7 separate regions of the Mus musculus genome follow, and all the other regions are linked to region 5. A link is a contact called in public HiChIP or PLAC-seq and promoter capture Hi-C data. All regions are on one chromosome and are shown on one strand. Each heading gives the region's core, a stretch centred on a gene start, on an enhancer-like site or on the middle of the called end of the contact. The rest is flanking DNA. Distances are from core to core; before and after follow the strand shown. Region 1 holds the start of Cox14 (cytochrome c oxidase assembly protein 14). Region 2 holds the start of Racgap1 (Rac GTPase-activating protein 1). Region 3 holds the start of Senp1 (SUMO1/sentrin specific peptidase 1). Region 4 holds the start of Asb8 (ankyrin repeat and SOCS box-containing 8). Region 5 holds the start of Kmt2d (lysine (K)-specific methyltransferase 2D). Region 6 holds the start of Smarcd1 (SWI/SNF related, matrix associated, actin dependent regulator of chromatin, subfamily d, member 1). Region 7 holds the start of Asic1 (acid-sensing (proton-gated) ion channel 1).

The links. Promoter capture Hi-C pulls out the DNA fragments that hold promoters and counts their contacts. HiChIP or PLAC-seq counts read pairs in DNA pulled down with a chosen protein or histone mark. Capture Hi-C pulls out chosen DNA fragments and counts their contacts.
Region 1: a promoter capture Hi-C map of pre-B cells shows a contact between it and region 5, with 4 times the contacts expected there. The contact joins the promoter of Cox14 here to the promoter of Kmt2d in region 5.
Region 2: an HNF4G HiChIP or PLAC-seq map of pancreatic cancer cells shows a contact between it and region 5. The contact joins the promoter of Racgap1 here to the promoter of Kmt2d in region 5. A contact is called at or near these places in 1 of 39 promoter capture datasets (pre-B cells) and 2 of 115 datasets of contacts at active chromatin or transcription factors (microglia and pancreatic cancer cells).
Region 3: a promoter capture Hi-C map of pre-B cells shows a contact between it and region 5, with 2.8 times the contacts expected there. The contact joins the promoter of Senp1 here to the promoter of Kmt2d in region 5. A contact is called at or near these places in 1 of 39 promoter capture datasets (pre-B cells) and 1 of 115 datasets of contacts at active chromatin or transcription factors (pancreatic cancer cells).
Region 4: a promoter capture Hi-C map of liver shows a contact between it and region 5. The contact joins the promoter of Asb8 here to the promoter of Kmt2d in region 5.
Region 6: a contact with region 5 is called in a promoter capture Hi-C map of liver, with 2.0 times the contacts expected there. The contact joins the promoter of Smarcd1 here to the promoter of Kmt2d in region 5. A contact is called at or near these places in 4 of 39 promoter capture datasets (hippocampal neurons, liver and pre-B cells), 1 of 484 Hi-C or Micro-C datasets (embryonic stem cells), 1 of 115 datasets of contacts at active chromatin or transcription factors (hepatocytes) and 1 of 9 other capture datasets (liver).
Region 7: a contact with region 5 is called in a promoter capture Hi-C map of adipose tissue. The contact joins the promoter of Asic1 here to the promoter of Kmt2d in region 5. A contact is called at or near these places in 2 of 39 promoter capture datasets (liver and pre-B cells) and 1 of 9 other capture datasets (adipose tissue).

The regions. Positions count from the first base shown.
Region 1 is chr15:99,723,457-99,726,870 of GRCm38.p6, reverse strand. Cox14 (cytochrome c oxidase assembly protein 14) reads right to left here and starts at 1,253. Exons shown (of 2, transcript NM_183256.3): 1 at 1,023-1,253. It overlaps Gpd1 (glycerol-3-phosphate dehydrogenase 1 (soluble)), which reads right to left. Exons shown (of 8, transcript NM_010271.3): 8 at 1,857-3,414. It overlaps Gm16537 (predicted gene 16537), which reads left to right and starts at 2,397. Exons shown (of 3, transcript NR_155353.1): 1 at 2,397-2,554.
Region 2 is chr15:99,650,218-99,653,705 of GRCm38.p6, reverse strand. It overlaps Racgap1 (Rac GTPase-activating protein 1), which reads left to right and starts at 2,050. Exons shown (of 17, transcript NM_001253808.1): 1 at 2,050-2,199.
Region 3 is chr15:98,092,143-98,095,424 of GRCm38.p6, reverse strand. Senp1 (SUMO1/sentrin specific peptidase 1) reads left to right here and starts at 1,856. Exons shown (of 18, transcript NM_144851.5): 1 at 1,856-2,142. It also overlaps a transcript of Pfkm not described here.
Region 4 is chr15:98,144,076-98,147,343 of GRCm38.p6, reverse strand. It overlaps Asb8 (ankyrin repeat and SOCS box-containing 8), which reads left to right and starts at 1,642. Exons shown (of 4, transcript NM_001170710.1): 1 at 1,642-1,743.
Region 5 is chr15:98,869,159-98,872,601 of GRCm38.p6, reverse strand. It overlaps Kmt2d (lysine (K)-specific methyltransferase 2D), which reads left to right and starts at 1,397. Exons shown (of 55, transcript NM_001033276.3): 1 at 1,397-1,588.
Region 6 is chr15:99,700,231-99,703,584 of GRCm38.p6, reverse strand. Smarcd1 (SWI/SNF related, matrix associated, actin dependent regulator of chromatin, subfamily d, member 1) reads right to left here and starts at 1,298. Exons shown (of 13, transcript NM_031842.2): 1 at 1,087-1,298; 2 at 292-479. The coding sequence starts at 1,263. It overlaps Asic1 (acid-sensing (proton-gated) ion channel 1), which reads right to left. Exons shown (of 12, transcript NM_009597.2): 12 at 2,455-3,354. It overlaps Gm34939 (predicted gene, 34939), which reads left to right. Exons shown (of 3, transcript NR_168656.1): 2 at 83-343; 3 at 795-2,178.
Region 7 is chr15:99,668,842-99,672,345 of GRCm38.p6, reverse strand. It overlaps Asic1 (acid-sensing (proton-gated) ion channel 1), which reads right to left and starts at 1,969. Exons shown (of 12, transcript NM_009597.2): 1 at 1,452-1,969; 2 at 185-562. The coding sequence starts at 546. It overlaps Gm34880 (a long non-coding RNA gene), which reads left to right and starts at 2,490. Exons shown (of 4, transcript XR_875662.3): 1 at 2,490-2,938.

The DNA of each region.
Region 1 (3,414 bases), core at 4-2,503, 850 kb before region 5:
CCATATTTTAATCAGGCTACTTATTGTGGTAGTGAAATTCTCCCGAGAGAGGACCTGAAGATAGACTTGAGGATGTGTGTGTCTGGGGGATCCTGCCTGTAGAGTGCCAGAGTCACTTCGCCCTGGTGAAAAGCTAATTTCACCTTGTTCACTGATAGAGAAGATTTGAGTATGATTTAAAGTGGGATGTAACTCAGTGTAGCAGGCACAAAGCCAGAGGTTCAGTCCCCAGAACTGCATTAAACAGAGCATGTGGTATATGCTGGAAATCCCAGCACTCAGGATGTGGACATGAGACCCTGTCAAAAACAAAAAACAAAAAAACGGGGGGGGGGTGTGAAACAAAAAGAAGCAAATCCGAGATAACCTCAAAAACAAACAATAAAACCCTGAAGTTAGAAGCCCAGATACAAGGATTAACTTTGGAAATAAAAGAAACTCTTGAGACTGGCAGAAGGTTTTCATCTGATGGGCATCCTTTACAAAACAAATAAGGATCAAAGCCCTAAAACCACCCCAGCTTCTGTCATTTAGCCCTCTTTGGAGAGACTTGGTGTCCGCAGAAAACAACTTCTGACTAACGGAGCCCAGAAAGGTAAGCTATGAACCCCATATTCTGTAGGATCAGAGAAGGTGGTGAGGACCTCAGAGAAATAAGTGGCTTTGAGGGACCGTGAGGAGCTTTGGGGTTGAGGCGAGCAGTTTCAGAAGGGAGGACAGCCAGGCCGCAGTCACACCAGGAAGGCGGTCGGACTATGACAGCCGGGGAGCCAGCAGGGGCTAGCACAGCGCAGGGACTAGGAGCCGCGCGCTCTCAAGGGCACAGGCCGAGGACGCGCGGTGCGGGACACAGGGGAGCGGAGGGGAGCGCGGTGCGGGGCACAGGGGACAGCAGGGACTCGGAACGGGGAGCAGGGGAACAGCGTGAAAAGCGGCGACACGGGGAGCAGGGGGCGCGGTGCGCCGAGCAGGAGAGCGTGGGGGGAGGGCGAGTGCGCTTGGCCGTCCGGCCCGCGGCCTACCTGGAGGCTGCAACTCGGCCGCGTCAGAGCGATGCCTGCTCAGTCTGCCACTCGCAGAGTCGCGCGGCCGCCGCAGGGCAGGAAGAGGCAGTCACCAACGCGCAGCTCCTCAGCCACTGGTGCTCAGCCCCGCTCCGGACCCGACACCCCCTGCGAAAACTCGCCCACTAAAGCGAGAGCCAGCCTTGAACTTCCGGCTTCTACCTCTCTCTTACGCACGCTCAGTCTAGCCTTCCTCTCGGAAAGGCCCATTGAATTCTGGGGGGTGTGGTTCTGGTCCATCAAGAGCGCTCCTTGGAAAACGGGAAAAATTTTAGCTCAGAATTAGCCAATCCGCAGTCTAAGTTCAGTGACGTAAACTGTAGCTAGGTAGATCCTCGGAATTCTCCAGCGATGGGCCTAGCGCCCCCTACCGCCTGGAGCGGCCCTTTACAGGGTGATCCGGAGGAACCGACCTTAGCTGGACCAGCACTAGTGAGGCCACAGAATGGGTGTAGGGGGTGAGTCGGGGGATGGGAGGGTGACTCGCTAATATTTCTGCCTTGTGCGCGACCTCCTCGTAGGCAGGCAACGTGACAGACCCTGTAAGAAGCGCTGGGAAGACTGGCTGACAGCTTGGGTGGAAGAGGGGATACGAAGCACAAAAGGGGACGGGGGTGGGGTGGGGGGGTGGAGGTGGGGGCTGTGAGCAGAGTGGACGCCAATGCCGATTGATGCCCGAGTGTGGCTGCTATTAAACAAGGATGATTTTTTCCACTTCTTGTCTTACATTGAGTAAAACATGCATGCAGTGATACATGACCCCACACACTGCCACATAAACTCCCCCAACTCTTCCAGTTTCTGGAAAAACCACACTTTATTGGGTAGACAAGTGGCCTGACAGAAGACCTCAGATTCACAGTTGACTGACTGAGCAAACATAGGTTAAGGTGTTGGAATCTGTCTGCATCCCGCCCCAGTCTCCCGGGGAACAGCTCTGAATTGAGTCATGCGTGGGAGGGTTCCAGCCCAGTCGGGATCGATGACAGGGCCCCCCCTCTTCCCCTTACCCGACAGCTCTGACCTTCACTAAGACGGAATTCTTAAAGGCTAGGAGCAGAGAGGGACCTGGCACCTTAATGTGTTAGTTTAATATCAAGCTGGCCAGAGCCACGGTGTCCCAGTTGCTGCCACACAGGAAATGGAGACCCCTGGTGGAGAGAGAAACCTCCAGCTATTTATAGCTAGCGCTCCAGGCTGCTGATCTGTGACATTCTCTTGCTGCCACCCAACTTTGGAACAGGGCCAGTGCAAAGCAGTCTCCCATCCCCCTCTGATCTCCCTCACCCCAGGGCAGGCAGTTTTCAATTGTCCTTCCCTCGAGTTCCCCAGCTCCTGAGGTGTGTGGGTCCGATCTCGCGAGGACCTTGTTCTGTTCCGAGGACAGCTGGCCTTGGACTAGGACCCACCAACCCTTGTGGAAACCTACTGAACCTTTGAGCTGCTCCTTAGTTCTAAGCCTACAGATGCCGGGTGGCCTTCCAGGCTGGGTGAGAACGACTTGGGCAAAAGGAAAGGGCAGAGTCAAGAATATGGGCTGACAGCCCTGAGGACGATAAACTATAAATCCTACATTCTGTTAGACGTGAAGTTGGTGGTGACTGCAGAGAGAAGCGGCCTTGTGGGGAGGACCCTGAGAAGAAAGGTCAGCAGTAGGAGGGGCTGGCCGGGGCCGGAGCTCCTGACTGGGGAGGTGGACAAATAGGAAGGTCAGGGGAGCCTGAGCCATCTGAGCCTGCTGTGAAAAGAGTGTAGCTCTGTCAGCAGATTAGATTCCTGCTCCCCAAAGAGGGTGCTGGCAGCTGGGTGCAGGCAAGGGAAAGCTGGGAAAGGTCACACAGGGTGGGGAGGCCCTGACAAAGCTCCAGGAACCAGGAAGTCTCTGGGAAGAATGGAGCGCCCCAGGGCCAGAGATGCCTGTGGAGAGCAACTCTTGTGCCAGAGTAGCCTGGGGGAGGGGGAAGTAGAGGCTTCTGAGGAAGCAAGTGTTGCTAGGAGAAGTTAGAGTGGGGTTGTTTGAGAGCTTTGTATTTTGTTAGCAAACAGTGAGATCGTTGATGTTGTGTGGGGCCTGGCAGAGGTCGGCCAAAGGGTCTCTGGGGTCTGTGTCAGCTCAGGCATCCAGACCCTTCCCTTGGCAGCCTTTGCCCCATCTTTCCTGTGGCTGAAGTGCTTCTTCAGTCACTTAATGGGACTTGGGACCGGTTCCCAGTGTGTGTGAGGCAGCAACCGGCAGCCCTTGACTTGGCGCCTTCCCTTCCCCCAACCCCACCCCTGGAGCAGGCACCACTGGGGCTTAGTTCTACACTTCCCAGAGGACAGCAAGGAAGTGTGGATTCTGTGGCGAGCA
Region 2 (3,488 bases), core at 801-3,300, 780 kb before region 5:
CCAGTTCAAGTGGACCCCAGCTCCCAATGCTCAAAACTCAATTTGGAGGTCCTCACCAGTCTGGTGCATCAGGCAAAAGGTGCTGAGTGAGATGATACTTGGCTCCTGGGTTCCGTGGAGGGGTTGGAGGGCAGTGTCTCCATCCCGTTCCCGCCCCACCCACCCCCACTCCAGCCGGCCCATCACCGGACATCGTTTGGAATATGTAGATTGGGTGGTGGGATGGAATACTGCCACCATCTGGTAGAGTTCAACTCACCTGCACTTGAATGACTTTGTTGGGGCTGCCTACCATGCTAAATGCAGCAGTAAATCAAAGGAGTCCTACTGCGGTTCTCTGGAAGCCGATGGACTGGCCAGCAAAGCAAGGGGGTATTTACTGAGCAGATACTTGGTACTGGGACATGTGCTTCATTTTACAAGGATGTCTGAAAGGCCCCGAGAGTCAGACATTGTTTCCACTTATAGATGCCTGAGCCAAAGCACAGCACGTGGAAGGCCCTACAAAAGTAACTAGAAGAATCAGAAAACGATGAGGTAACTCACACAGAGGAGGAAGGGAGCTAGAAATTATAGCAAAAGCACACAGAGGCAGGCAGCATAGACTCCTTTGAAGAAAGCATTAAAATAATAATAATAATAATTCAAGTTGCCCAAAGGACAGATAGGACTTAGTCAAATGAAGTTGGGGGAATGGGCAGGAAGGATGTTTGGGGCAGACGGAACAGCAAGAGTTCTGCAAGCGCTGGATGCTAAGAGTAGCTTGGTGCACTTCAGGACCTGTAGACAGGAGGGAGTCAGGAGGGGCAGCTGGAGAGCCCGGAAGCCCAGGTTAGGGGAGCCCTGTTAAAGACCCTGATCTTTTTTTAAGGAGGAGAAGTGAAACGGTTAATGGTTTTCAGCAAGGAAGAGCCATGGTTGGATCTGATTTTTTGTTTGTTTTAGGCTGGTGTGAAACTAAGTAGCAGAGGCTGGTCTTAATCCCTCAGCCTCCACGCCCTAAGTGCTGGGGTTTCGGGTGTGTGCCACCACACCCACCCAGAACTGCCTTTGAAAATACCACGGTTGTAAAGAGTTCGAGGAAGGGCTCAGTTCCCTTGGTGGTTAGACTTCTGAGGCAGGCCAGGCTGGCCTTGAACTTACAGAAATCTGCTTCTGCTGTGCTGGGGTTAAAGGGGTGTACCTGGATCACTGTTTCTAGTAAACTCTAGCTAGCCAGTATTTTGTCAAGTTGCTAGTAGCCACACCTACCAGTAATTAGTAAATTCAGGAAGGAAGGGACACCAACACAGAGACATAACAAAAAAAGGAACAGAAACATTGGGAACACACTAATAGATTAAGATGAATAGTTTGCTGGTGTACGTAAAAGGCATTTCTGATGTTGGGTCCAGATCTTTCAAAGTTTCAAAGCCTCTGTACCAATACGACGCCAAATTTTAAGTGCCACTTATTAAATGGAATTATAACACTTCATTTTGCATTTCTATTTGTTTTCTTGAGCTGTCTTCCCCCATTCATAGCTACTGGAAAGCAGAGACCACATGATCGGTATTTTTTTCTGATTCCTAGCAGAGTGCTTGCTATGAAGTTGGCATACTTACTGTGCATCAAATAGAAGTCTGAATGAATGCGTGAATGAATGGAGGGATAATTATAGCTCAGTAAATATGGTTAAAATGATTGCTGCTCTGTCTCCTTCTGGAATTCTTCCTATTCTACAGTGAGACCCGAAAACTATTCAGTTATTAGTTTCCAAGGGTCCTATTTGACTGCGTGGGGAAACAGGAGGCAAGAAATAATATGCAATTAGTCAACAGGTCATTAGGATAATTGCAAGAAAGGAAGCTGGAGCCTGGAATGTGAGTCCTACACGGGCCACGAAACACCCACTACTCCCGCAAAATTGTGTGTGTGCCCTTAGTCAAAATGGCCGCCTTTCGGGCGTCTCGCTAATGTAATGCGCATGCCCATTCCGTTTTGCGCCCGCCCCCTGGCCCTGACACTTGCGTCTTCGTGATTATGAGCTCCTCTGTGATTGGCTGGTGCGTGATTTTGAACCGGATCTGGCGGCGCGGTTTTACACTGCCGTTAGTGAGGCGCGTCGCTGGTAGACAGCAGCCCTCCTGGGGCGCGGCGGCCGGAGAGTGAGCGCCGCGGGCCGGACGGGGTTGCGTGTGCGCGGGGCCGGGAGCCTCGGTAAGCCGGTCGAGGTCGCGAGCGAGCGAGCGAGCGGGCGGCGGGGAGGCGGGCGAGGGGAGGGGGCGGCGGGACCCGGCTGCTCTCGGCGTGGCGCTCCTTGCAAAGTCGGGGCGTCCTTTTGAGGCGTGGCCGGCCGGGTGCGGGTGTGGTTCCCTCAAGGTGGTCTTGGCGAGCCCCAGTGCCGGGCGTGGGAATGGCGGGGAGAGCCCCCTCATACCCTTTTCCGAGGAACAGTCTCTTTTGAGGGAGAAATCAGGTGTTTGGGGAACCCGGCGGCCTGACGTGGAGAGCCTCTACCTTCTAGGCTGTCTCCCACAAGGCTCATTAGAACATCCCTAGTTGTGGAGAGTTGGAATGTTGCAAATTCGGAGCCTATCTCGGGTGATTTTTTTTTTCCAGGCCCCCCCCCCTTTTAATAATTTATTGCCCACCTCTGTCACTGACCTACCTACTGTTCTGTGATTTGCATGTGAAACCCTTTGGGGTGTATTAATTTATATGAACAGCTTCCACCAACAGAAAAGCTAAGACTTGTTCTTAACTATAAAACGTAGTGAGAATGGTTATATCACAACGTAGTATTTTGGTATTCTGGATTCATGTTCACTAGCCAGGGTCACTTATATTTGGCTCACTCATTTCCCTTGGAATGAGAGCTTTGTTTTTGTGCCTCAGAAAGAGAGGAAGAAAGAGAGGAAGAGGGGGAGAGACTGACTGCAGTACTCCCAATAGTGTATCGGAAGGTTATTGGATTTACTGTTTACCTTTTAAAGTTCTATCACTCCTAAATAAACTGGACTCCGTGTATGTGTGGTAGTGTCTTATGTAGCCCAGGCTGGCCTCTTGTAGCCAAGGATAACCTTGGACTTCTGAGCCTCCTGTCCTTGGAGTGCTGGGATTACAGGCATTACAGGATAACTTGGAGATTACATGTGTGATCTGCCATTCTCAGTATTTGCTGTGTTGAGGACAGAAACCAGGGGCTTGTCATGCTAGAGAGACATGGTATCAGCTGAGCTACAGGCCAGCACAATTGTACATGTAATTTCACGTAAGACTGTCTTCTACTAACCTTTAAAACCTCTGTGGACTGATGAGGCTGCATGTCAGGCTGCCAGGGTGCAGTAAAGATAGGGACTCTTATGCTGTGTTAGACTTCAGTGCTGTCTGCTGGTCAACTTGGCTTTTGGGTTGATGAAAGGTAGGTGTGTGTTTGTTTCTGTTTTTATTTCTATTCTGAGACAGGGTTTTGCTGTGTGTAACAGCTCTGTATGTCCTGGAACTCT
Region 3 (3,282 bases), core at 607-3,106, 780 kb after region 5:
CAACCAAGGGAATCCTAAGCAGAAGCCAAACAAAAGAAGCTGCCTATTCGTGGGCTTCCAGCTTCCTAAGTTTCCTAAACCGTAAATAAAATTCATTCTCTACATTACCCCGAATTGGGTATTTTGTCACCGTGACCATCATGCTGTGAACAAACCTTTTGCTCTTCACCGCGCCTTTCCCCACCAATCCCCATTGTTTACTCACAGGCCTCACCAGTGTCAGGAATAGATACAGGTCCCACGGTGCTTGGATCATCATCCATACCGTCTAGTCTCCACTGGTCATCTGCCTTTGACTCCGGTATGGTCATGTTGGAGGTTGAAGCTTCCCCCGCTGGGAAGCGATAACTGTGGGTCACCATCAGGGTGGGGACCAGGGAGGGTGTGCTCCTTTCTCTTCTACTTTCCCTAAGAGGCTTAGCTATTCAGAACTTCTTTTGAATAAACACTTAGCATAAACGCGGTAAAGACGATTAAGAGAATGGATTGTTCTCAGTAACTAGTTTACTACCTCTAAACGATTCTATTCCTTTAGTATTAACAGAGGCAAAGCAGAACATATCACTACCAGTTAGAAAAGAGTGGAAGTTCTCTTTAAGTCCTGACTTACATGTTTGGGGGTGCCCACTGAGTATCAACAAGGACTCCTACTACAAGTCACCCCAGATAGGTTAGAATAATCTATAAATTAAATAGAAATCAACACCCTTCCCATGTTCCATGTTTCTTGTTCTCAGCTCCCAAGTCTTCCTCCTTTGCCTGGGATGAGGATAGCATCTCCCTTATACTTGTACAAAGAAAACACCCCAACACGGTGACAAAATATTTTTCCTACTAGGAATAGAAAACAAGCCCGTCGACCCCTTAAGTTTATAATTCTGCCAGAAGCTCTCATCCTGTATAGCTCTGAGAGAACATATCCCTTGTCACTATAACATAATCAATGGTACCTGTGCTCTGAGTAGTCCTGACTACTTGGCGAGACTCAATCACGCACATGAAAAATCTCAGCTGAAACTCCTCTCTACGCATGGCTACTTCCTAGAAGTAAAGAAAGTTTAATCCAAATAAATAGATCCATAGAATATTTAAAGTGTCAAAGGTCAACATGGTCTAGGTACACTTAATACCACTGGGTTTTAGGACTTGGCCATATAAAAATATCAGCATATAAGGTGATATAATCGTTTATATACATAACAAGTCAGGATCCCCTGAAGAAACAAGTTTATCTCCTTATGCTTAGAGAATAGATGAGGCTGGCAGATTCCAGAGGCTTTTCTTTCTTCAAGAGTGAATTCAGACAGGCAGTCACCTGGGTCTAGAATACTATTCTGAAGCCTCTTTCCAAATAGGGCCTGCGCCAGAGGCGTAATTAAATTAAGAAGCTCGGTAAGTAATTTGAATGAACAAGTTAATTTTTCCTCCATTCTGTCTTTAAAAGTCTGGCATTGATTACATGTTTAAGACCTCTGGTGAATCCCACTAGAGATCACTGTTTAAAATTATTCCAGTTATATAAGGCTAGGTGTGTTGTTAAGAGTCTAAGCTAAGGTGTTCCCAAAGTTTCTTAGTCTCTGCTCTTCCCCCTAGCCCCACTTCCTGTGATCAGTCAAGCGTGTCAAGCGTGACAAGATGCACACTAATTTTCAGAAGCTAGAGGTAAAAATCAATTTAGAACTCAAAATGAGGATTTGTCGGGGAAGGCGCAGGTTTCCAAACATCTAGGGCCCTAGCGAACAGCTGCCATGGAAACCTGTGCGTAAGCCAAAAAAAGGTCACCGAACGGAACCAGATGACAGCGGGTCAAGGAGCCGAGGGACAGAGAAAACCAAAGGACGGCGGGCGCACTAACAGTACTCCAAGTGCGACGAAGAGAAAAAGCCCCAGTCTGACAGGGTGACAGGGAGATGGAGACGCGAGTCAAACGCTCCCTCCACGTCTCGGGCCTCGCCACCTCGCGCAGGCGTCCCGCGAGCCTGTAGCTCGCTCTTTGACCTCTTGTCCCACCCCCTTCCCTCCTCCGCGCCCGCCAAACGGTCTTCCGGTAGAGTAAAGAAGGTTCCGGTTCCCGGAGGTTCCCGGGCTTTGCGGTCCGCGCCCGGCCGGAAACCCCTTTGCCTAGCAGCCGGTTCCGGTTCGGTGAGTGGCGGCGGGAAACTGGGGGAGGGGTGAGGATGGAGGGAGACCGGGCCGGGAGGCTGTGTCAGGCTGGGCCCGCGGGCCTCGGCGGGGCCGAGCGGAAAGGAGGACGGCGGTGGGGACCGTGCCCTGTCTTCCGCCCCGCCCCTTGGGACCACCTCCATTCCCCCCTGCTGCCCGGTCGCGGCTGCCTGGCCCGGGTCTGGTAGTTGGGCTCACTGAGGCCGCCCTTTCAGCCCTCCGGTCTCCCGACCCGCGGAGAGGCCATCTCCCCGCGGTCACAGCACGGCCTCCTTCTACATCCCACTCTACTTTTCCAAAGAGAGAAGGCCGGTTGGGATCGCGGGAGTTTCCCGCCAGAGCAGGGTCCCCGGGAGGAAGAGCTGTTCTCTACGAGGAAGTTGAGCTGTCGCTCCCACCTGCTTCGCCTCTCTTCTTCCTTGAAACCTGAATGCTACTCCTCGCCTACCGAGTCTCACGTAAAACAATTCTCCAACTCTTTTTACCCTGTGATAATTCCCTGGGATGTGATATTGCTAGAGCCACCACCAGAGAGAAACGTCTGGACCCTTCTGCATAGGTTATGAAAACCCCCTTAACTGCCGCCGTCTCCTTACCTGGCTCATCGCCTCTTGGTAATGAATTCCCTTGAACCTTTTCTTCGTATACCCTAACGTGATCTTTCTGGATATATGCTGGCTTCCTCTTGTCTTGAGCTTGGTGATTTCTGTTTTATCAGTACCTCTACAGTTTTTCTGTTATCTTGTTGGCAATAACTTGCTCCTTTATCACTTTTAAGGCACACTTGTTAAAATTACTTACTTCACGTGGCATACTTAATTGTATTTGGAGTGATGGTGATTCTTGCAAAATTTTGTATAGTCCTTTTATGTGCAATCAACCATTTGATGTAGGGTTTTCGATGTAGTAGGACATTCTGGATGAAGTAAAACATGTTTAAGTATTCTTCATAAAGATGATTTGTATTCACGACTCTTGCTGAAATGTGGATTACTGCCCTTGAGGTTACAGTGACACCTGTAATAGTGACCTGAACCTTCCAGTTAGACTACCTGTCCCCCCCCCCACCCCACCCCCTCTTTAAAGAGCTTCATTCCCTGATTTCAGTCAATTATCCAA
Region 4 (3,268 bases), core at 393-2,892, 730 kb after region 5:
TATTAGATTTTAAATGTGACAAGAAGTCAATGTTTTACAAATAGGCAATGTTATAAAGATTTCATGTTACTATTCTAATTTTTCTGTATGTTTGAATATTTTTATAAAAATATTAAAATTTAAAATTGAGAATCATTATTGTCCTTATCTTTCTTCAGGAAGAAGAAGAAAAAAAAATAGAACAGACACTGTAGGCTTTGCAATTTTATAATGAAGTGCTCTCAAGCTCCATTTTGTAGTACAGTACCATGACGATAGCTATACAGCGGTTTGAAATTGGGCAAGTGAGAAAGCATTTGGGAAGCAAGACTTTGTTTTTTACTTAAAATCAAATTTTCTAGAAATAGAAGGATATTTAAGTATTATTACAGCCAATGAAAGACCCACAATGTGAGGGCTCCCCCACGTTCTGACTCAGGAGAGGCGACACCCCAAAATCACCCACAAGAAACGGGTCTTGCTGCAAATTGCAAGAGGATTTTTATTCAAGAGCGCTCTCGGGCCCATGGTCATACACCACGCAGGGGTAGAGGACCGTGGCGCCCTGAGTAGCTGGGTAAGGGGGTATTTAAAGGAAGAAACCGAAACTTAAGGAAGTGGGGAGGGTGTTGTTGGAAGATACCAAAGATACCAGTTAAGAGTCACAAGGAAGTGTAAAGTTACAAGAGTCACAAGGAATACCTGGTAATTGTTAACTCTCAAGACAGCTTCTAAGAGCCTCTAACAATAGCACATTTGCATTGCAGGTTCTGGTAATGGCCAGGGTGACTTTCTTTGAATGAGCACTCTTTGAACCCAGGAAGCGGGTGGGTAGAGGAATGTTGCTCTCTTTTTTGATTAGCATACCTTTACAAAGGCCACATTCCCAAGCCTGGGCCTAAAGGCCTAGAATTCTGTTTTTACGTTGTTATACTTTCACCAACACTCAAGAAAGATAATACTCGGAGAAATTGAGCGAAATACATCAGTCTCAAAGCCAATGCCCGAACCCTGTACTCTTCCTTCTGTGTTGGGTCATTGAACTACAGCTGGCCCAGAACCTCCGAAGAGAGGTGACTGCCACCCTCCAGGTTACAGTACTTCATCTTGCTAGATCCTTAGACCCTCTGCTGTGTACAAGTGCAAACCTGCTTTTGTTATGTAGTGGGTAAATTCTGAGAGAGAGAGAGGGAGAGAGAGAGAGAGAGAGAGAGAGAGAGAGAGAGAGAGAGAGAGAGTTAGTTCAAATAAGCTGGGCTTCCTCAAATCAAGATTGAGAGGCAGTCACCAGCAGCTTGCTCTGTCAATTATGTGACGCTTGTACTCTGAAATGGATGATGCTAAGCAGAGAAGACGGTGGGGATGTGGTGCCAGGACTGTTTGCAGATATAGACTCTGGGAGGCAGACTAATGGGATGCCCTGGTCCACACAGACGCAGACTTATAAGAATAGGCTTAAAATTCGGGATTTTCCTCCACCATTGGACCAGGACACGAGGCCAGAGGCTAGGAGTGATCTAGCGATCGCGCCCACGTCCTATAAGCAGCGACAGGGGAATGCGTCCAGCTCCTTAGGAAAGTTTTAAGAACCCACCAACGTCCACAGTCTGCGCAGGCGCACTCGGCTCGCTCACACTGGCCTGCGCGCAGGCGCCCACGCACTCGGCCGGCTTGCGCTGTAAACCCCGGGGCTGATGCGAGCCGCTTCTGCTTCCGGGTCACGCCTTGACAGCGGCTTCCCGGACCGATCTGACCCGCGGTTCGGTGAGTGCGGCCGTGAGTGCGGGACGGTGTTGAAGCCAGCCCCCCTCCCCACCCCCAAGTCGGTGCTTCGCAGCCTGTGAACGCCCCTTAGCCGCCTGCCCGGCCTCTGTGCCTCCGGACCCGGCCACCGTTCCCGGCCTTTGCGGGTGGTGGGGGCGGGGGCTGGTCGGCGCCCCGGGGTGCAGGCTGAGACTCCCGGGACTCGCCCGGATTGCTGTGAGCGCCCGGGGGTCCCTGCCGCAAGGGACGCAGCAGCCCTGGCCTTTGCTGCCCTGGCCCCCGCCCCTCTCCGTCCGTCTGTCCGTCCAGACCCGGCAGCTGCGAACCTCCAGCTGTCCGCGTCCTGGGATTGGGAGCCTCCGGCCAGGCCAAGGGTCACCGCGGGGGCGAGGCCGACGCCGGCCCTGAGCAGGGTCTGTTGAGTGTATTTGTGCATTGCTTTAAAAAAAAAAAAAAAAAGTTTTCTGTACATTCCATAGGAGGGAGAAGAAAAAACAGGGCATGGAGCAAACGAGTCACAGCTGAGGGAAGGACCCACCGGGGTCAGATTGCAGGGTTGCTGGCCTCGGGGGCCACAGGGAAGTTGATTATCTTGATCTATCCTGACAGCAGATGCTGTCCTTGCGAAAGGCACACAGTTTCACCTGGAGCTTCAAGGTAGAGTTCTTAGCCTGGAAGCCAGGAACATCCATAAAATGAGTGCAGGGTTTAGTGCCATCTGCTTAATGTACCAGGAACTTACACAACCACATCAGGTCAAGCCTTCTGCTTTGTCCCCTCTGACCAACACCGTTGCTGAAACCCGGACTATACCTTTGCGCCCACCCCACCTCCCAACCCCATGCTTTTTTGTCCCCTTTGTTACAAAGTTTAAGAAAAAAAAAACAGGATTTGCCGAATTCTAAGCCATACCCACAGCCTCGCATACCTTTCAGACAGCTGTTAATGGCTACTGATTAGCAAAAAGAAACTAGAGTTTATACTACATTATCGAATGTATAAAGGGATAACCCATCGCAAATTTGCGCTTCTTAGTAGTTGCATGTGTAATTATATATATATATTCTACAGTAAAGCTTTTGCTTCTGAGTCACACCCTGACAGCAACTTACCTAACCCAGGGGTTTGGTGAGTCCGATCCTGGGTGCTTGATGCTGTGATGCCAATTCAAATATGGATTTAACAAATTTATATTGAGGACCAGCATGTGCCAGGCACTACTTAAAAACCTTCTCATAACCTTTACTCTTAGGGGTGGGGTTGATTTTTTTGTTTGTTTGTTTTTCGAGACAGGGTTTCTCTGTGTAGCCCTAGCTGTCCTGGAACTCACTTTGTAGACCAGGCTGGCCTCGAACTCAGAAATCTGCCTGCCTCTGCCTTCCAAGTGCTGGGGATTAAAGGCGTGTGCCACCACGCCCGGCATTCTTTCCAGTTTTTGATAGGTGCTTTTTTTTTTTTTATAAGGATGCACCACCTCAATAGCTGTTATTTAACACATCTTCCATAGTTAAAGCTTTTATTGTAG
Region 5 (3,443 bases), core at 148-2,647:
CCACCCTTTGCAGCGCCAGGCACGGTGCCTCACTTTCTCCATTTGCGGACTCCAGTTCCCAGGATGCAGAGCTGCGGCCAATCTCCAGGCTCTCTTTTCACCCCCCACCCCCCCTTGGCAAAGATTGTCCCCCAGCCAAAGAAAGGAGTTCCAAGGGTCAGTGACTTTAGGGAACAGAATTAAAAAGTGGCCAGAATCCTAGCTTTACCACCCAGAAGGTAAAGGAGGCAGCTCCTGGGCCGTGGCGAAGAAGAGGGGGGCTTTATTCCCACGTGTCTGCCCGGCGGCCAGCCTGGCGCAGTCGGGGTTAATCTGCAGCGGAGGGATCCCGGAGCGTGTGCGTAGAACTGCAGAGTCACAGCCTTTCCTCCAAGAGGGCTGTACCCCTCCGCCGCCCCGCTCCAACACAAAATAGGGCCTCCTCTTCTCCTTTCTCCCCTTCTCGAGTGGGGTTCCCCAGGCAAAAGGGCCCCCTGGATCTCGCGCCGGACGCTCCACGAGTCTCTACGATCGCTGCCCAGCTCCAAGGCGAGGAAAGAGCCTCTTCGCAGGAACCACCCTACCGGCCGAGCAGGAGGCGGAGGGGGGAGGCGGAGCGGCGCCGCGCTGCACTACTTTCCTCTCCGGTTGCAAATGGCTGCCTCGTTCCCCACTTTCCGCTCAGTTTCCTGACCCCCCGGCGCCGGGAGCCGGGGTTGGACCATGCACCTCTAGACCCCCCGCGATCAGTGCCTGCCGGGGGTCTAGGGGGTGCCGCTGACCACAGGCGGCCAGGCCGGGGGCGGGGCAGCTCCCGAGGCCAGAGGGGAAGGGAGGCGAGCGCTGGGCCTGGAGCGGCCGGAGGGGAGCGGGCAGAGGGCTCGCACCGCCCGCCCCTTCCTCTTCCTCGCCCACCAACCCTCCTCCCTTCCCCGGGGGGAGCAGAAGGTGGGGGGCTCGAAGCCGCCGAGGGGGGACGCTCGGGGTCGCGGAGCCCGGCGCTGGGTGTGTGTCAGGTTCGGCCCCGCCGGCTCCGCGTCGCCGTAGCTCGCGCGGCCCCGGGGCGCCGGCCCGGCGGGGAGAGGGGCTCGGCGCGGCTGCGAGGGGCTCACGTTCCATCCGGGCCCGGCGCGCGGCGCGGCGCGGCGCGGCATTCCTTCCGGGCTGCTGGGGAGGCGCCTCGACGTTCCATCTGGAGAGCCTCGACGTTCCGCCCGAGCCCGGCGCGGGCGGCCGGGGCGCTGGCCGGGCCCTAGGACTGAGAGGCCGCCCCGCGACGCGGATGCGGAGCCTGCTCGCCCAAGATCAAAGCCACCGGTGCTCTCTTTGTGTCCGCTCGGGATTCGCCGCCCTGGGGCTGTTCATGGAAACCTAAACTGCTGGAACCTGAGGCAGAGAACCCCTGTTGGATTTTTGCTTTTTTTTTTTTTTTTTTTTTTAAACCCCCGGGGGAAGGGTGACCACTCCGACCTGGATTTACCGTTCTTGGTCTCCCTAAGCCCCCCCGAGTGGGGGGCGGCTGTGCTCGCTCTGGCGGTTGGAGGTCGGGGAGCGGCCCGGGCTCTGGCCATGTTCTCGGATGAGGATTTCTGGATCGCCCTGTGAAGAGGTGAGTGAAGTCCGCCCGGCCTGGGCCCAGAAAGGGTTGGACTAGGGGCACAGCCAGATGGACTATCTTGGCCGGTGGCTGGCCTTTAGGTTGGAGAAAGGGGTGCCAGAGCTGGGGAGGGTTCCTTTGGCAGGGTCTGTCAAGGGAATCTGAGCCAGTTGCCACGGCAGAACCGAGGCCTGGTTTCTTGGGGTGTGCCTCTTTAAAGATTGGGGGTTCAGGGAACTACAGGAGTTTGGGAACATGTCCAGATAGCCTCTCTGCCTGTTTATTTTTGTGTTGAGGGAGTTCGACCAAACTAGGACCCAGGCCCTGATGCCAACACCAATCCCAGGCTGTTGTCCCCCACCCCCACCCCCAGGGTTCCTTGGGACAGAGCAACTTGGTGGGGGGATGCCACTGCCAGGTCCCACATACTGCCAGATTGGACTTTAATGTTGTTCCTACCTACCTGGGCACCCAAAACAATCCGTGGGAAACTCAAGGAGCCCTGAGTCCTTCACCCGGGAGGTGGGGGGGGGGGGGGAGGGTGGGTGGAAACTGGTGCGATGAAGAGGGGAGCTGGGGCATGAAGGAGGTGGGGCTGGGGCAGCTCTGCCCCTGCTGTTCAACTTAACTACTCTGCCTGGCAAAGTGACCCCAGCAAGGCCTAGTGGTGTCTTAGCCTGCTTCGTTTCCCCTCCTCTTGGGATGGACATAATCTCCGGGGGATTATAGAGGAGGCCGTTGAGATCTGTTCTCTACGAATGTGGGCTGCAAAAAAATGGCTTTTGTCTCTTGCTTTCTCTGGGCCTAGTGTAGAGTTAGCTGCCCATGAGTCCCTGGCCAATCCTGAAAGCCCCCGCCAGATCTCTACAATGCTTTTCTGGCTACGGAATGGTAAATAGTTCTCAGGTGCTGCCCCGGCTCTGCAGAGTAGGCTAGCTTGTGCCTCTTTGATGGAGAAATGACTTTATTTGTGCTCTTTTCTGCTGGAAGCCAGTGTTTCCAGCCCTGGTAGGAGGTGCTGGGGAGAAGGGGTGTGTATCTACAGCAGGAAGGGTGCAGCATGAGCCTCCCGCCTCAGCCTCTGGGCCCCGGGCTGGGGACAGCCTCTCTCACACCTGTCATGTTGCCCAGCAGGGATTTGGCTAGTGCATTTTGCGCCCTCATTCCACCCCCTCCAAAATACATTTGCTAGGTCTCCTTGAGTATTGTCTCAGAAAGGGGAAAGCAGGGGGTTTGCCCTTGAAAGCTTTCTGAGAGTTGGCATAGGGGTGCGGGGTAAAGTGAGCTGTCATCTATGGTCTCTGCCTCTCTTGTCTGCTCTTAGATAGCATCCTTAGGTGAGACTGTACCTTGTTAGCTCTGGCTGATCCCCTAGGCTACCCAGGGACAATGTGTTACCATTTGGATCCTTCCTAGAGGGCTGACTGAAAATGGGGGAGGAGAGAGGTGTGGTTTGATTCTCTAGCTGGGAACCAGGAAGTCCTGAGTCCCACTGAAGAGCTGTTCACTCAAGGGCTCCAGCCTTTCACCCCTCCAAGCCTCCATTTCCTCCCTTGCAGAGAAAATGGAGTGAAGCCTGTTGGTCTAGGGTGAACACAGGAAGGAGAGTGGTGGGGTAAATCTCTGCCACCTCTCTGGGCTGTTTTGGGTGTTTTTAGATGTAAGACTCCGGGTGTCAGCTCCCTAGCTCAGAGCAAGCCTGGCGCAGGTATTAGCCTAGTTTCGATCCAGGGAAAACCCCCTTGGGATATATGTGTGTGTCTGTTTACTGGCTGTGAATGATGGGATGGGGGAGCCCTTGGTTTTATTTGCTCAAAAGGCTCCAGGGACTTGATTGCTATGGCACTTGGTATTTTGGTATAGATGC
Region 6 (3,354 bases), core at 49-2,548, 830 kb before region 5:
AGAATAAATACTGTGATCAGGTTGGGATAGGAACTAGTCAGAACGTGAGCAGTGTTGTGAGCACCTTTGTTTATGGTTACAGCCAAGGCCTACGAAATGACTCTCCATTTAAAGACGCTACCTCTCCCATGACCACCAAAACTCCACTGCATCATGAGGCCCTGTTAGTCCCTGCAGCACCGTTTGGTGCCACAGCGCTGACTTCCTGGTTCTGCATGCCCACCACCAGCATCCTCACAGGCCTCCTCTCCCCCATACCCTTCTTTCCTTCACCCCCAGGGGTCATCTTACTTGTGATTTCGATTTTGGACCGCCTGCTGCTGGACCTGCTGGATCTGTTGAGGTGCAGGTCTCTTGCGGGACTGGTCCATCCCTGACTGGGCCAGACCAGGTCGGACTGAAGGGTTCCCCCCATAGCCAGGAGGTCCCATGGAAGGTCCCTGAGGTGTCATTCGGCTACCTGGCAGCATACCTGGTCTCTACAGAAGGGAGAGGACCCAGAAATGTCATACTTTTCCTTGCTAGCCCCACCAAGAAAGGAAAAATGGTGGCAGCCTGGATTTCAGGAGTGGGTTAGGGCTGGGGGTGGGGTGGGGGGACAACAAGACAGTCCTTTGCTTCTTTGAAATACAGTCACTGGACCTTCAGTGATTTCATTGCATATAGTCTAAAAACTAGATTATACTCAATTTTTCTGGTCTATGCTGGATCTGACTCACCAGACATGTCTAGTCAGCCCTACATTTCTTTTTTTACTAGCTACTGTCTCCTCTAAAGCTGACCTCCATTTGCAGCTATAACAGCCTGGGTATTCCTGGGGACACGGGGGCTGCCCACTCCCCTCTGCATTCCATGACCATCCCAGGGCCCACTTCGCCCACCCTGGTTCCACACTCACTCCTCACATGGAAACAATGCCGCCAGGAGCAGGTAAGGATGCTAACCTCCTCCCCCCCCACACACCTCCACTCCCGGCCCGAGCCCCTCCCCAGGGAGTCCCTCCCACTTCTCCCTCACCCCTGTCAGTCCTCCGCCCTCGCTCGGCCCCGCCCCCGGCCCGCGCGCCCCTCCTCCTGTCCCACTCACCGGATAGGCCGCCCCGGGCATCGGAGAGCGGTACAGCCCTTGACCCGGCGCCGGGCCCATTCGCACGGGAGGCCCGGGAGTTCCGCCCGGGCCCAGAGCAGCCGCCACGCCCGCTCCTCCTGAGGCTCCCGCGCCGCCGCTCGGAGCCACAGACTGGAAACCCGCCCGGGCCGCCATCTTCCCGGAGCCGCCGCTGCAGCTGCACAAAGAACCGGAACCGGAACTCCCCCCGCCCCCCGCGCGCCCCCCGAGCGCCTGGGCTGTTTGTGGGCCCGGCCCGCCGGCGGGCACAGGCGGCTCGGAGCAGCGAGACTACGGGCTAGAGGGGGCGACTAGCGGGAAAGGCGTGCTGACCACTCCCTCCCGCCTTCACGGGCCAGGAGGGAGCACCATAGAGAAGCGGTGTGCGGATAAAGAGGTGCCGGGAGCGAGCGCCTCCACGCGGTTGGAGGACGGTAAAAAGCCTTGCAGAGAGCCCAGCCCATCCGGCTGGCGGCTGGAGTGATGCTTCACCTTGGCCCAGTGCATTTACCTCTCCAAAGCATTCTGGTTGCCTTGCTTTTCGTTCTCCTACTGCTCAGACTCCGGGTACTAAAGAGGAAAACGTGCTGTTTGTTCGTTCGGGAAAAGTAGAACTCGAAGGAGATCAATGTCGTGGCAAAGACAAATCAGCAAGAGAAAACCCATGCCGGGCCGTGGTGGCGCACGCCTTTAATCCCAGCACTTGGGAGGCAGAGGCAGGCGGATTTCTGAGTTCGAGGCCAGCCTGGTCTACAGAGTGAGTTCCAGGACAGCCAGGGATACACAGAGAAGGCTCGGGACCCTTCACCTCAGACGTTTAACTTAAGATTTTGATGCGTTTTTTCCCGTGACTTTTCTCCAAAGAGTCCTGGATATTTGTTGCCATAGATAACTGCTGGTCCCCTGCCCAGTGATCAGACGAATCCTGAGCCTGTCTTTTCCCAGCAGGATCAGTGTTTACCTGATCAAGTATGTAGGGTCTGGTGTAGCCCAATCTAGCGTTAAACTCACTGTGTAATGGAAGATAGCTGCTCCATCTCCTACCTGCTGGAATTACAGGTATAACCACCACACCGGGCTACCACTCAAATTCCCTTACTCTAGTTGTGTGGCTCTCAAGGCAAGCTCCATTCTAAAGGTAACACCCACAGTTTGCAACTAAAAACAGCACTGGGCAGGATAATGGCAGCTCAGGCTTTTAATCCCAGCATTTTGGGAGGCAGGAGGATCTCTGTGAGAGTTCGAGGCCAGCCTGGACTACAGAGCCGTTCCAGGACAGCCAGGGCTACACAGAGAAACCCTGTCTCAAAACAAACCAAACAACAAACAGAAAACCAACACTGAAGAGATGGTTGAAACCCAGTTTATTAGACCAGAGGCATGCGTCACCCAGAGCCCCTCCTGCTGCCCCCCCAGCCAGTGTACATTTCTCAGCTTTGCCCTGTTTCTTTCTGGGGAGTTCTGATCTCTAAACAACTCTTGAGAACCAAGAGGTCTCAAAGATGCCAAAGCCTTGCTCTCTGGCTCCAGGCCAACGTACACAGGTGATCTGCCCATAAGTCCTGTTTTGGGATTAGAGACCAAGAGACAGTGGGGACAGAGAAGGCCAGGAATGAGATTGGAGAGCTGGCCTGGGAAGGGTGTCTGGTTGAGGAGGCCCTCTACCTCACCTTGTGGCCCCCTTAGGGTAGGGACACACAACAGCACGTCTTTCAACTTCTGCTCTAGGCCAATCTCTTTCCTCATGTGACCACGCCCTGACTCACCAGAAAATGCAAGCGGTGGGCCTGGGCATCAAGGTGAGGACTGGGCCCTGGGCACCCCGAAGAAAGAAAGGCCACTGAGTCAGGGCTCCGGCTTCTGGCTGTGGGTACCCACCGCCCAGCTGCAAGAGGGAGTCACCAATCCCCAGCCTCCCTCCCCACCTCCCGTCTGTAACTCTCTCCGCTTAGTGTCCTCCATTCCTGGGTAGGAGCTACCTCTCCAGCAGTCACTTCCCTCAGGGAGGCCACAGTCAGCCAGGCAAAGGGCACTGGGATAGGTGGAGCAAGGTAGAGGGTATGTTAAGGCTGTGGGGAGGGCAGAGGGTGCCCCGGTCGTGGGGGCAAAGGGCGAGGCCAGAAAGAGGCAGAGCTTGTAATTCACAGCTTCCTTTATGTCGCCACCGAGACAGTGCGAAGGTTACAATGCGCGTGTCATCTCCTTGTGCTTCTCAGAGGGATGTGTGTACACAGTACAGTACAGACA
Region 7 (3,504 bases), core at 720-3,219, 800 kb before region 5:
CTGTTTTGACCTAAGCTGGAATCAGAGATTGTGTGTAGGTAACTGGTACTGGCATGATCTCAGCCCCTCCGCCTTGAGCGGCAGGTTTAAAGGAATGCTAGAGGGCAGAGCTGTTTGACTTTTGGTGGGCTAAGGACGGTGTTACTCCACAAGTCATGCGGAGGGGTGGATGGGAGCTGCCCACCTGTTGTTGAGCAGGGCCAGCAGTTCCCCAGCATGGTACAGGTCATTCTTGGAGACTTGGCTAAAGCGAAACTCATTGAGGTTGCAGAGAGTGACGGCAGGGAAGGTGAGCTGGGAGGCAGCCACCTCGTCGAGCTTGGTGACGTGGTGGTAGCAGAAGTAGTACTGCACACGCTCAGTGCACACACACAGCAGGACGGCCAGCGAACCCAGGAAACACAGGGCCCACAGTGCCCGCTTCAGAGACAGCCGCTCATAGGAGAAGATGTGGGCAAGACCGTGCAGCGTGGAGCTGCTGGCAAAAGCCTGGATGCTCACCGGCTGGACACCACCCACCTCCTCCTCCTCGGTCTTCAGTTCCATGCTTGCCAAGGGGATCCTAGAGGGAGGAAAGAGGAGACAAGACTCTGTCATTGTCCTGAGATGAAGGCGCATATAGGGCCCCTCCAATTATGTCCATTCAAAATCCTTAACCGGAGGTCACTGCTTGTCCAAGGGAAGACTTCCCTGACATGCAGGCTCCAAAGGTGGCTTGAACGAGGGACCATCCAAGATGACAGTCATTAAAACATAGAGGCTTGGAGGGGGGGGTCAGCTCGGGTCGAGAGAATGGTCTGCAAGCTTCCCAGACTATGGGGGACCCCAGATACAGCCACTAGAGTGAAGGAGGGAAGTCCCTGATGCACCCACAGGCAGGCATGGGAGTTCCCTCCAGATGTGAGGTCACTCTGGGACAGGAATATCTACCCCAGCCAAGATCAAACTCCCCATAATGGGCTGAACCAGGGGTCAGGGGCTCTTCTCTTGATCAAGGGTATCCCCAGGAACAGGCTGTCACCTCAGGAGCTAAACCAGGGCCACCTCTCCGGAGGTGGGCACATCTGGGGAGGGGCCCTGCCTGTATCCTCACCTTCTGTGTCTCCAGTTCTCAAACAAGCACAGGCATAGGCGCAGGCTGTGTGTGTATGTGTGTGTGTGTGTGTGTGTGTGTGTGTGTGTGTGTGTTTGGGAGAGGATGGTAGGCTGCCTGAGGTGGATGTAGGAATGGGGGGGGGGGGCGCGGTTCCCTATGACAGCCAGTTATCCCCGCCCCGAACGCACCCCCTCCAGTCCAGCTTCTCGTCGCAGTCATATTCCCGGCTCGGCCCCCCGCCCCCTCCCCATCCGCCGAGCCTCCCCAGAAGCTGGAGAAAGCTACAGTGGAGGAGAGTCTCGGCTTTGGGGCACCAGGAAGCCCGGGGCCCAAGGCAGCGGGGTCGGAAACCCACCTGAGGGGGCTGGGGAAAGCCGGCCGCCGCTGCAGGTCCTGGGGCGCGAGGCGGTCCGTGGGCTCAGCGCCGCGCGGCGGAGGGGCTCATGGCCCGGAGCCCGAGCCGCCGGCTGCCGCGGCACCCGCGTAGAGCCCTGCAGGGAGCGGCCCGCTCGGCCAGCTCGGCTCAGCTCGGTCCGCCGCCCGCGCGCGCTTGCTCGCTCGGCTTGGTCCGCCCGGGGCTCGGCGCGCTGGCGCTGCGCGGTGCTCTCAGCCCCGGGATCTGCAGGGATCCATCGTCCGGCCGGGAGGCGGCGGGAGGGGAGGAGGAGGGGAAAGGGTGCGCGTGCGCGCCTACGAGTGTCTGCGAGGGTGTCTCTGGGCCGGTGTGCGCGGGGGGCCCCCGGCCCGGGAGCGGAACCGAGGGCTCCCCCCGCTGGCTCGCCTCCTCCCGCCGCTCTCAGCAGAGCTGCCTCGTTCGGATCCCGGAGCCGGCTCCGCTCTCTGCTTGCGAGGCCCTGTGGCTTGTGTGTGTGTGCGCGTGTGTGTGCGTGTGTGACTATGGGGTGTGTGTGTGTGCACGCGCACGTGTGCGCGCAGGAAGGAGGGTGTCTGCCCCCAGCGTCCCCCTCCCCACGTTGTCTCCTTCGGATCGAAGCTCCTGCTTCTTGCTGCTGCTGCTTCCTCTGATGGCACATGCACACGTGTACACACACACACACACACACACACACACACTCCGAGTCACAGTCACACTTGACTGATTCAAGCATTTGCCTGTGTGGAGATACAGGCACATTCAGACCGGAGTCTTACCTTGCCACTCAGCCATCCACACATCACATACACCTACACATCCCTGAAGCCTGACCCTCACACGAGCACTTACCTGTTTGTACACATTCACTCACCTGCTCTTATTCCTGCTTCCCACCTTCATGTGACCCACACACATGCACATATATAAATACCCTTGGCCACCCAGACCCCATTTGTATATCAGTGGATTTCTTAAGCAGCCCGTGTGCAAGTGCCTCATTGGCAGATCTATAAAGCAGAGAGGAACAGAGAGAAGAAAAGAGACATGGCCAGAAGTGAGGGCAGATGGGGCAGAAGTAGGGAAAAAGAAAAAGATACAAAATGAAGGCTGCAAGGAGGAGTGTGTTCTGGGATGGACCAGAAATCTGAGTCCTGAAACCTGGAGGCTGCTCCTGTAGCTGTCACCTCTCTCCTTCCCTCCCTCTTTCTTTCTCCGAGGCCTTGGGGGGGGGGCCCTCCCTATCCAATTAGCAGAGAAGGAGCAATCAAGGGGAAGTTGTTAATTTGCTGATGCTCATTAGGAGCTCTTAACACAGAGGCTGTTGAGGTCTGATGGTGTCAGATGATGGTGTGGTGTGTGTGTGTGTGTGTGTGTGTGTGTGTGTGTGTGTGATGCAAGATCAGAATTATATCCATTGCAGCTCCTTTGCTCCACTTACAGGCTGGTGAAGCTCTGAGAGAAGGAAGGTGAGAAGCAGGTCTCAGGGACATGGTTCTGGGTTTGAGTTTGAGGAATGAACCTGACATAGAGGGAAGAAGCTGATGAGAATTTGTGAGGGGTTGGGAGTAAGAGGTACCCTAGAAACCAGTGAAGATGTCTCTCCAGGGATAGGGGTTTAGGTCTGGTGAGAGATTGAGGTCCATTCAGCAGGACCCAGAGCGCCAAGCTGCCAAAATAAAGATAGTATCTCGCCTTCCGGCTGGGGAGCTGTCCAACGGCACAAGCGCTGCTGGTGGGCTGCCATGCCCCTGGGCAGCCACCAGGTGACAGCACTCTCTCGGATACTTAAACTCCACTTAAAGGGCAATGGGGGAGGCGGCCTGTGAAACTAGGAATTACTCTAGGAGGGTCGCAAACGGGGTTTAAGTGATGATTCTAGCCCTGGGTCTAGTCTGGTTCCAGGCTCTCCAATGTCCTCGGGGGAGGGGAGGACCATCTTGGAACATCTGTAACATCTTTGCAAACCCCACAAGCTGAGCGACACGTGGAGCCTCTTCTAATGGCTGCAAATTGCTTCAATCACCTGGGATGT